2 separate regions of the Xenopus laevis genome follow, and region 1 is linked to region 2. The links are chromatin contacts, called in public Hi-C maps. All regions are on one chromosome and are shown on one strand. Each heading gives the region's core, a stretch centred on a gene start, on an enhancer-like site or on the middle of the called end of the contact. The rest is flanking DNA. Distances are from core to core; before and after follow the strand shown.

Region 1 (4,133 bases), core at 777-3,276, 300 kb after region 2:
AGGAATCGAGTGTTTTGCACAGGATAACTTATAAACAAGGACTGATCCTATTTCATTGTTTGATAGATTTATACATGTTAGCAGTTATTAACTGTTAACTAATTATATATATATATATATATATATATATATATATATATATGGCCTGTGATGCCGAGATTCACTTTAAATTTGTACACGCACAAAAATCATCAATAAAAAAGGAGAGGGAATCCACTTAGCCCACATTGTCTGCTCTTTCTATTTAGCCTTTAAAACTGCAGACCTGTGACCTTTATTTCCAGCCTAGAAGAAATGTTGTTCATCTGCAAGGTAGTAAATCCATGGACTAGAACTAGTTGCCTATTACTCAGAGCTTGCATGCCACCTCATTGGTAATTCAGCCTCATACATCCCATATGGAAACAGAGCAGGGGGCTGAATTTTAATTACAGCAGAACAAACCAGTCCCAAAATAATATGCATCTGCAGCAGTGCAGTCCCAAGTCAGCCCCCTATACTCACCTGCCTGTCATTTTCCAGCAGAGCAGCAGTCATTCATTGCACTATACCCCTGCTTCCCCTTAACCCCCACCTTTCAAATACACAGTAATTGCCTGAAGAGCAGGGAGTTGCATCATGATTACCAAGATCTCAGCTAAAAAGCCAGCAATGTCCCTTCTCATTCACACACACACACATGCAATGTAAAGGGGAGGAACTGCTTAATGCCTTATTGTAGGCAACTTTTTCAAGACTTGCCAGATACCCTTGCAAGATACATTTACTATAATGAGACCAATCCTTCTCTTTAATTTATTTGAAACAGGGGGCGAAATAAAGATGGCTGTCACAGAGCAAGGTATTGTACATTTCCAATAATTAAAAGTATGTATTTTATAATCTAGCAGCCCCCATACTAATCAGAAACATTGATCTGCTCTAATGCATTAAAGACTTTTCTGTCACCAGAGGATCTACGAGACTGCACTGCCTGATTCTTCCACTCTCTCCCTCTCTCTCCAGATATCAAATGGGTGCATTATTCCACAAGCACCAACATTTACTATTCATTAGTCCAGGAAAGCAAAGCCCGCAGCTCTCCAGCTGTTGCTCCCTTGCAACATTGGAAAGTAGCTGGCTAGCTAAGGATAATGGGAGTTGTAATTTAGCGCCATGATATCGTTTTCACCTGCCTGACTAGGATTCCTGTAGAGGCAAATGGTTAAAATGACTGTACTGGTATGCTCACAACCTTACAAAGTCACTTATTGCAAATTGATTACAGTCTGGAGGGGGGATGCCTTGGTGGCACCAGAAACTGCAACCTATGAAATAACTTTTGACAGGTACATTAAATGAACAAAGATTTAATGTGGAGATGCAGTAAAACATTACTCCCCAGCCCAAATATATCCTATAAAGGACCCTCAATTATCCCAATAGACATTCTTACAAAATATATAGACAAACCTCATTGCAATGCTTCCCTTCGACTTATACGTGTTCCCACCTGTTTTTAGTGTCTCTTCTGCAAACATCTATAGAAGGCGGTGATGTCGGAGAAAGGGGCACAGTCCATGCCTTCCCTTTCTTTCTCTTCCATGCTTCATTCTGCTGCTGGTGTCATGTCCCAGACACTGCCTCCCAAATGCAGCACAAAGCACATCTGGGGGTGATGCAGAAAGGAGATACTAAGAATAAGGCAGTCACTGTCTTGCTTTAGAAATATCCAGGATCCAGCACAAAAGAGGCAGAGGGCGAGAGACAGAGGCTGAGGGAATAGGTAGCCGTGTAGAGAAGGATAGAGAGGAAGGGAGGGAGTGATAGAGAAAAGGGGGGCTATGGAGAAGACAGAGGCATGGGAAAAGGAGGGAGTATATAGGAGGGATAGAAGGAGGGGTAAAGACTAGCCAGAGAGTGATGGAAATAAGAAAGAGGGAAGAAAAAGAGAGACAATAAATGAGAGATTAAGGAAATGTGTTCAGGAAAAGAATAGAGCTGGAAAGAAACGGAGAGACAATGATAAGTAGAGAGAAAATGAGCCAGGGAGGGAGGTGCACTGATTGACAGGAGGAACAGAATGCAAATTTTAGTGGAGAATGAATGAGTTGGGAGGGAGCACACAAAGCAGGAGATGTAAGGAAAAAGAAACAAACAAGAAGTAAAAGTCTAAAGAAAGTAGAACAGCTCTGTCCCTTGAGTTTGATGTATACTTTCTCTGCAGTTGAAAAGAAATGATTTGTGATCCTCTCTTTCCTCTTCTGCTGGGGTTAAGAGCAGATTCTATTGAAAGTACCAATGGCAGGAATGATAAATAGTCCCTACAAGAATGCACTCATATGTTACTGCACTTTCATATGTTTATTCAATATTTCACTTAATATGAAAAAGCCTCCCAATCCTGAGAGCTGGTGTCTAAACTATGGGCTTCTAGATGTTTGAAAACCAGATTGGGGAAAATGTAGTGACTGCGGGTGGTGGTAGTTTGGGGAGGGAACAGCCAAGTATTTATATTTAGAAAAACTGTACAACACATCTCCTGCTACAGTCTGGCAGATTTTAGTCTGCCAGAGAATGCTAAGAAATGAAGTTCAACTACAGCTAGAGGATTCACACTGGACAGGAAACAAGCAGTGTTTTTCTATGCACAGAAAGGCATGAGTTAGCCCATAGATTAAGTTCTCTGCGTAAGTCCTGGTGCTCTTAGTATCCCACTTCTGTATCAAGACTTGAAGCATCTAGTCTATGTTTGAAACATTGCTTGCAGGCACTGTGTCTGTTTTGTGGCACATTCTACTGTATTAATTCAAGTCAAGTCAATTGGATTTTATTGTCATTTCAGCCATATACAGTAAATAAAGTACATAGTAGAAACGAAATGACGTTCCTCCAGAACCCCCCGGTGCTATACAACAACTCTAGTACACGGTCATGCTGGGCAAAGTGGACATTTCAGTTCCTTATCCCAATTCCTAATTACAATGTATACAGAGTTTCTTACTTTCACATTTGCATTAAAGGGTACAGTGTCTGATAGCAAGGAACAGTGACCCTCACCCCAATTAAACTTAATAATATATTGGTTGTACAGCAGTGGTACTGCCATTGCTGATTCTATACCTTCTCTTTTCTACAGTTTGCCTCTCACTCTCAGTCCATGATCTCATCCTCTGGCATTAAACTGCACTATGATAGGACAGAGCCCGGGGAGAGGGGAAATCATGTTCAAATTTATAACACATAATTCACTCTGTCCATAGCAATGACAGACACAAGAGCGCATGGTCCGTACTTGCCTGTTCCACTAATATGAAGCCTGGAACACCTGTGCAAAAAACAGGTTAATTGTAGTCTTAGTCAATATATCTCGGGAAAAAAACAGGGACAGGGGGCAAGAATTGTAATGTCTAGGCTAAAGAAAAGACCTCCTAGGTCAACCCCAGAGGGTCAGCCACCCAAACATTCAGGATACAAACAGTTCAATTAGCCAACTGGTAAGGTAGTGAGCCAGATTGGGCTGATCTGATTATTTGGCATCCAACAATCAGATCACTATTGGAGGTTATGCAGACCCACTGGGAGTTGATCTAACCCATGGCCAGATGCTGTCTTTAGAGACACCAACCCATAACTGAAAGGATCCTAATGTATAAGGCCCTTTCAGTCCAAGCCCCACCTATCTGACCCCCCCCCCATGCCCCCTGCTTCAAAGAATTCCAGGTGCAACTTCAATGCTTTTCAGTGAAAAACAATTAGGGTGCAAATTACTGACATAGGGTGAGTACTTTGTAACTGCAGGTGACCAGATGAGGGGATTAATTCAGGGTTATTTCCAAGAATTCAAGTTCAAAATTTGTGTCCTTACCCAATGAGATTTTTAGACATTAAATATCAGCTGTTCCCTAATTATCTATATTCAATATTTAGCCATTTGAGCCGCCTCCAGTTTCAGCCAATGTATGGCCAGCTTTATACAGAAAGTTGCTTCTCCTCACTTTTGGAAACAGCCACCATTTTTAAACAAAAAAAAATGTTATGCTTAAAAAATTGGGTCTGGGTATGGCTTAACCATGTTTGTCAACCAGGGTTGAAAAAATCCAGTGGGCCCCACTGACCCAGACCTGCTCCCCCCCCCTGGTTTTGATTTTAGC
Region 2 (4,376 bases), core at 1,723-4,222:
TTCATGGGAAATCCCACATTTTGCAGTCTCTTGGATACTGAGAGGGGAATTTTTATACTTTACTCCTACAGCTCGTTCTTTCTGCACATTTGCAGATCCCAAGAATTTGACTATTCACGACCTTAAACCTGCCAAATTGCTGTTATAGCCTATCGGAGACATCCTGGAATCATTTTGGAGTTGTCGAATTTCATTCAAATTCAAATTGAGTTTGCGGGTCGATCGCATTCACCGGAATTTAAAAAAATTTAATTCGACCCTTGATAAATCTGCCCCTCAGTGTTGGGCTTTGTAAGAGATGAGGGTTAACTACCAAAATGTATGGGGGGTCCAGGTGCTCAAGCCCCAGACCTTCAGCTTGGGGAGGCAAACAATATGCTTTATGTGTAGTAGTAGGCACAAATCAGACCACACTCCAATGCTTGATGCAGTCAAAAAGTTTATTAAACAGAAAAACATCTCAAAAGAGCCTTACACTTTCTGTGCCTTGTGGGCACTTAGTCATAGCCTATGGCTAAGTGCCCACAAGGCACGAAACGCATAAGGCTCTTTTGAGATGTTTGAGTGCTTTCGTTCATGGATGTGGTGTGAAAACAATACACATTCCGCACAATGTTGTCTGATCACAATTCCAAATGGCAAGTGTTTGAATCAGTTAGATTATTATAATTATCCTGACCAAATGGCCAATTTGCTTCACACGTCAAAATATTTTTTTCACATAGACTACAGTGACGTGTCATTGTAACTTTTTTCATGGAAATCAGATCTAAAGGTGGCCATACACGGATAGATCCGCTCGTTTGGCGATGTCGCCAAACGAGCGGATCTCCCTCCGATATGCCCACCTTGAGGTGGGCAATATCGGGCTGATCCGATCGCGGGCCCTAGGGCCCAACGATCGGATCCTAGCGTTCGCCAAACGGGCGGTCGGATCGCGGGACCGCATCAACGAACAGATGCGGGCCGCGATCCGACAGGATTTTTAACCCCATCCGATCGAGATCTGGCCGACTTTCGGCCAGATCTCGATCGGGGAAGCCCGTCGGGGGCCCCCATACACGGGCCAATAAGCTGCCGACTTGGTCTGTCGGCAGCTTTTATCGGCCCGTGTATGGCCACCTTTAGACAAGACTGTATCTTGATGCAGAGTAAACACAAGAATGCCTGTCTTTGCTAATAAGGCAGCATACTGAGCATTCTATCTAAGAATGCCAGATATTTCTTATTATATAACTACTGTACACACAGTATGTCCTCTCTGCACTTGGATTTTAACCAAGCAAGTGTATCAGTATTCTGCTGTTTAATCTTATAACTACCCAGAGCTATTCTGCATGGTAAAAGTACCCCTAGCAAATTGAATCTTAATTGTAGGATATATATCAGTGACTGGCTTTGTGATCCTGCTTAGGATATTGTTAATATTCAGAACATTGATACATTTAATTAACCTAGCCCTCATAGCACATACATAACTGACATATTCAATCCAGAGCCGAATGAAAGCTCTTAGCCTGCTAGGCATACAAATGAACAGCAGGCAACTATTCCGCTGGGCAAATCTGGATTTCACCTCCATGACTTTCTGCACTGCACTTGACTCCACTACATTCAATCATATATTTTCATTTGTCAGAACACGCCCATACTCTCTCTCCCAATCATAATTTGTCTCCTGTGACTAGTCATTTATTATGAGTAGTTTATTGTTCATATATTTTTCATTGAATTGATAGCATAGTATTAGGGCATTAGCATGAAGATTTATTAGGGCTGAATTGCTAAATTACAGAGAAGTTGTCTATAGCAACTAATCGGTTCTTTGCTTTCATGAAGAAATAAAGCTCATCTGTCCCCAGCCTAAAGCTGGCCATAGACGCAATGATCCGATCGTACGAATCGTGTCACTAGCTTTGTCAGACATAACTATCGTACGATTGCTGTCAGAGGTAGTGCATTGGCTGATCTGTTCTTTTACTACTTTATTTGATCGGAATGGTAAGACTTTGATCTTTATGGTTAGTGGAGGGTCGGGAGATGGGAAAGTCCGATCGTACGTTGATTCGTACGATTGGATCTTTACGTCTATGACCAGCTTAAATGTGTCCATACACTCGCCAATCCTGTAGGGTATGACATTTATCAATCCAAGAGCCAAATTACAAATAAGAAGACACTATTTGCAGCTTGAATTGTATTGAATACACTCACAGCTACACTTTGTGCATATTCCATTCAAGTCAATAAGAGTCATGGGAGGCAGTGACTGGAACATTAGGTATTTCTTTTAATTTTGTGCCACTGCCTAATCATAGTAATAAGTATACATTTTTCTCCTACACAATGCAGTGTTCAAAAAGACTTAAGTGTTTATTAATTCCATCAGGCATTAAAAGTACTGCATCTGCCAAAAGGGTATGATTAAACTGTATGTATTCCCTGTATGTATTTCACATTTCCATTTGAATATACATTAAAAAGTGCATTATCTTTCACCATATAGGTAATAAAAGTAAAGGGAAGTATAGCAGGACCTTGCAATGCCATTTTCAATTTTTTTTTTCTGGATTCTTTTGTGGCAAAGAAGACTAGCATAGACATATCAAGCATCTTCACAGTTCTTTCCTTTTTGGCAGTGTAATGACATTTAGTTATTGTTCCCTAGAATGACTAATTGAAGGTCTTCTCTGAATATTACTGAACTTTTCTAATTTTCTTCTATTTTATTTTGCAGTGTCTGAATTAAATACACAACCCCTGTTGCAGCGTGGATAAACTTTAAGCCTGAAAAGCCACATGAATCCTACTTCAAGCTTTCCTCCTACATTCCTTTTACTTTCCTAGAGTGTTTCAAGTTTGAATAAGGTTTCAAGAACTCCCTGGTTTCAAACCAGGTACCTGTTGTATTCCTGCCACTGCTCCTCCCACTTGAGCCACAGGAGGCAATGTGGTGTGGCCTTACTCTTACTTACTCTGACAAAGTGCCTTTTGTTTTGCTGCCTCTGTGTCAATCTTCCCTGACACACACCCCCTATCCAGCTACAGGCAATTACTCATTAAATGGCTATTTAAGCCTGACTCCTGCTTGCTGGATCACTGGCCAACCTGCCTTATCCCAGCCTTGCGTCGTGTTGATCTTGTTCCTGAGTTGTGATACTGTTCCTGATCTGGTAACCCAGTTCCTATCCCTGTTCCCTCTGGTATCTGATCTCCGTGTTTTGACCTCCACCTGTTAACTGATTTTTGCCTGTCCTGACCTTAGGCCTGTGTTCTGATTTATGTTTGACTGCTGCCCAACCTTTCATGTCTACATGGAAATAATTAATTTGCACAATTATTTTAACAATTTAGTATCATTAGTAAGTAAGAGAGTAACACAGTAATTTAAATTCTCTAACCAGGAACAAATAGTAGATCACATCCACTGCCACCCCAGTGTCATGGTTTCTGCTAACCTCCTCAGAGAAGGCAATTCAATAAGTCTAGCAAGATCTATTGCACATAAAACAATGATGACAAACTCAAAGTATTGTATAGTATAGTATTTAAAATACAATCCAGTATCCCTTATTACAAACTCCAAAAGCTTTGCTACCACCAATGTCAAAGAAACTGGCCTATATAACTTGCAGGCAGAGTGTGCCATGGGGGCTTCTGTTGCATTTGTTCCTAACTCAACTTACAGAGCCCAGTTAAAAAGTGGCCATCCACAAGATCAAGCTCCACAGAAGTCCCTGGGTCTCTATTTATACTAATGTTCAGGTACAACAAAAGGTAAAGTTAAATGTGATAAAAAGCACAAAGTTTGCCCAGGTCTAGTAATCCATAGCAATCAATAAGATATTGGCTTTTAAATACCTAGCCAGTAAATGTTGGTTTCTATAGATGATTAGACCTGAAGCAAACTTTGCACCTTTAATTACATAAATCCCAAAGTATTGCCATTTTGATACATTTTGCTATAACCTATGTAGCCCTAGCAACTTTGTTGTTTAGCCCCTGGAAAATAAACCTTGGGCAAAATTGGACCACTACACTTGACAACCCAAACTTTGTAATAACAGAAGATATGAATCCTTTTTTGTTGCTTTAATCAACCACCAGTATGTCAGTATACACTAACTTTTCAATTCTTACCATTACACCTGAGCTTCCCACTTTCAAGATACCTGTTCCAGTGCCTCTCTTCCTCTGAAATATAATATTCTGACCTTGCTGATCCCTTTTATACATTGACATTTGGAGATATCTTACTTGTATGTCTTTCCTCCAAGTGTATAGATATCAATTTTGATCTCTGTATGTTTTTATGCAAGCAACATCTTAGTAACCTTCCCTGGAAATATGTTCTGTATATTAATATATTCCACAGA

The links. A called contact is a pair of places that touch in the nucleus more often than the background predicts.
Region 1: a contact with region 2 is called in a Hi-C map of the XTC cell line, with 3 times the contacts expected there. The contact joins the promoter of grik4.L here to the enhancer-like site in region 2. A contact is called at or near these places in 2 of 4 Hi-C or Micro-C datasets (the XL177 cell line and the XTC cell line).

What each region holds. Positions count from the first base shown.
Region 1 is chr7L:80,461,987-80,466,119 of Xenopus_laevis_v10.1, forward strand. It overlaps grik4.L (glutamate receptor ionotropic, kainate 4), which reads right to left and starts at 2,027. Exons shown (of 20, transcript XM_041569223.1): 1 at 1,493-2,027.
Region 2 is chr7L:80,157,634-80,162,009 of Xenopus_laevis_v10.1, forward strand. The region is part of intron 12 of grik4.L (glutamate receptor ionotropic, kainate 4); the gene reads right to left. Among protein-coding and RNA genes, the nearest start is that of tlcd5.L, 64 kb to the left of the region's middle. Within about 2 kb of position 2,973, at least 1 of the 7 cell types and tissues checked has an H3K27ac peak or open chromatin away from gene starts, as enhancers often do.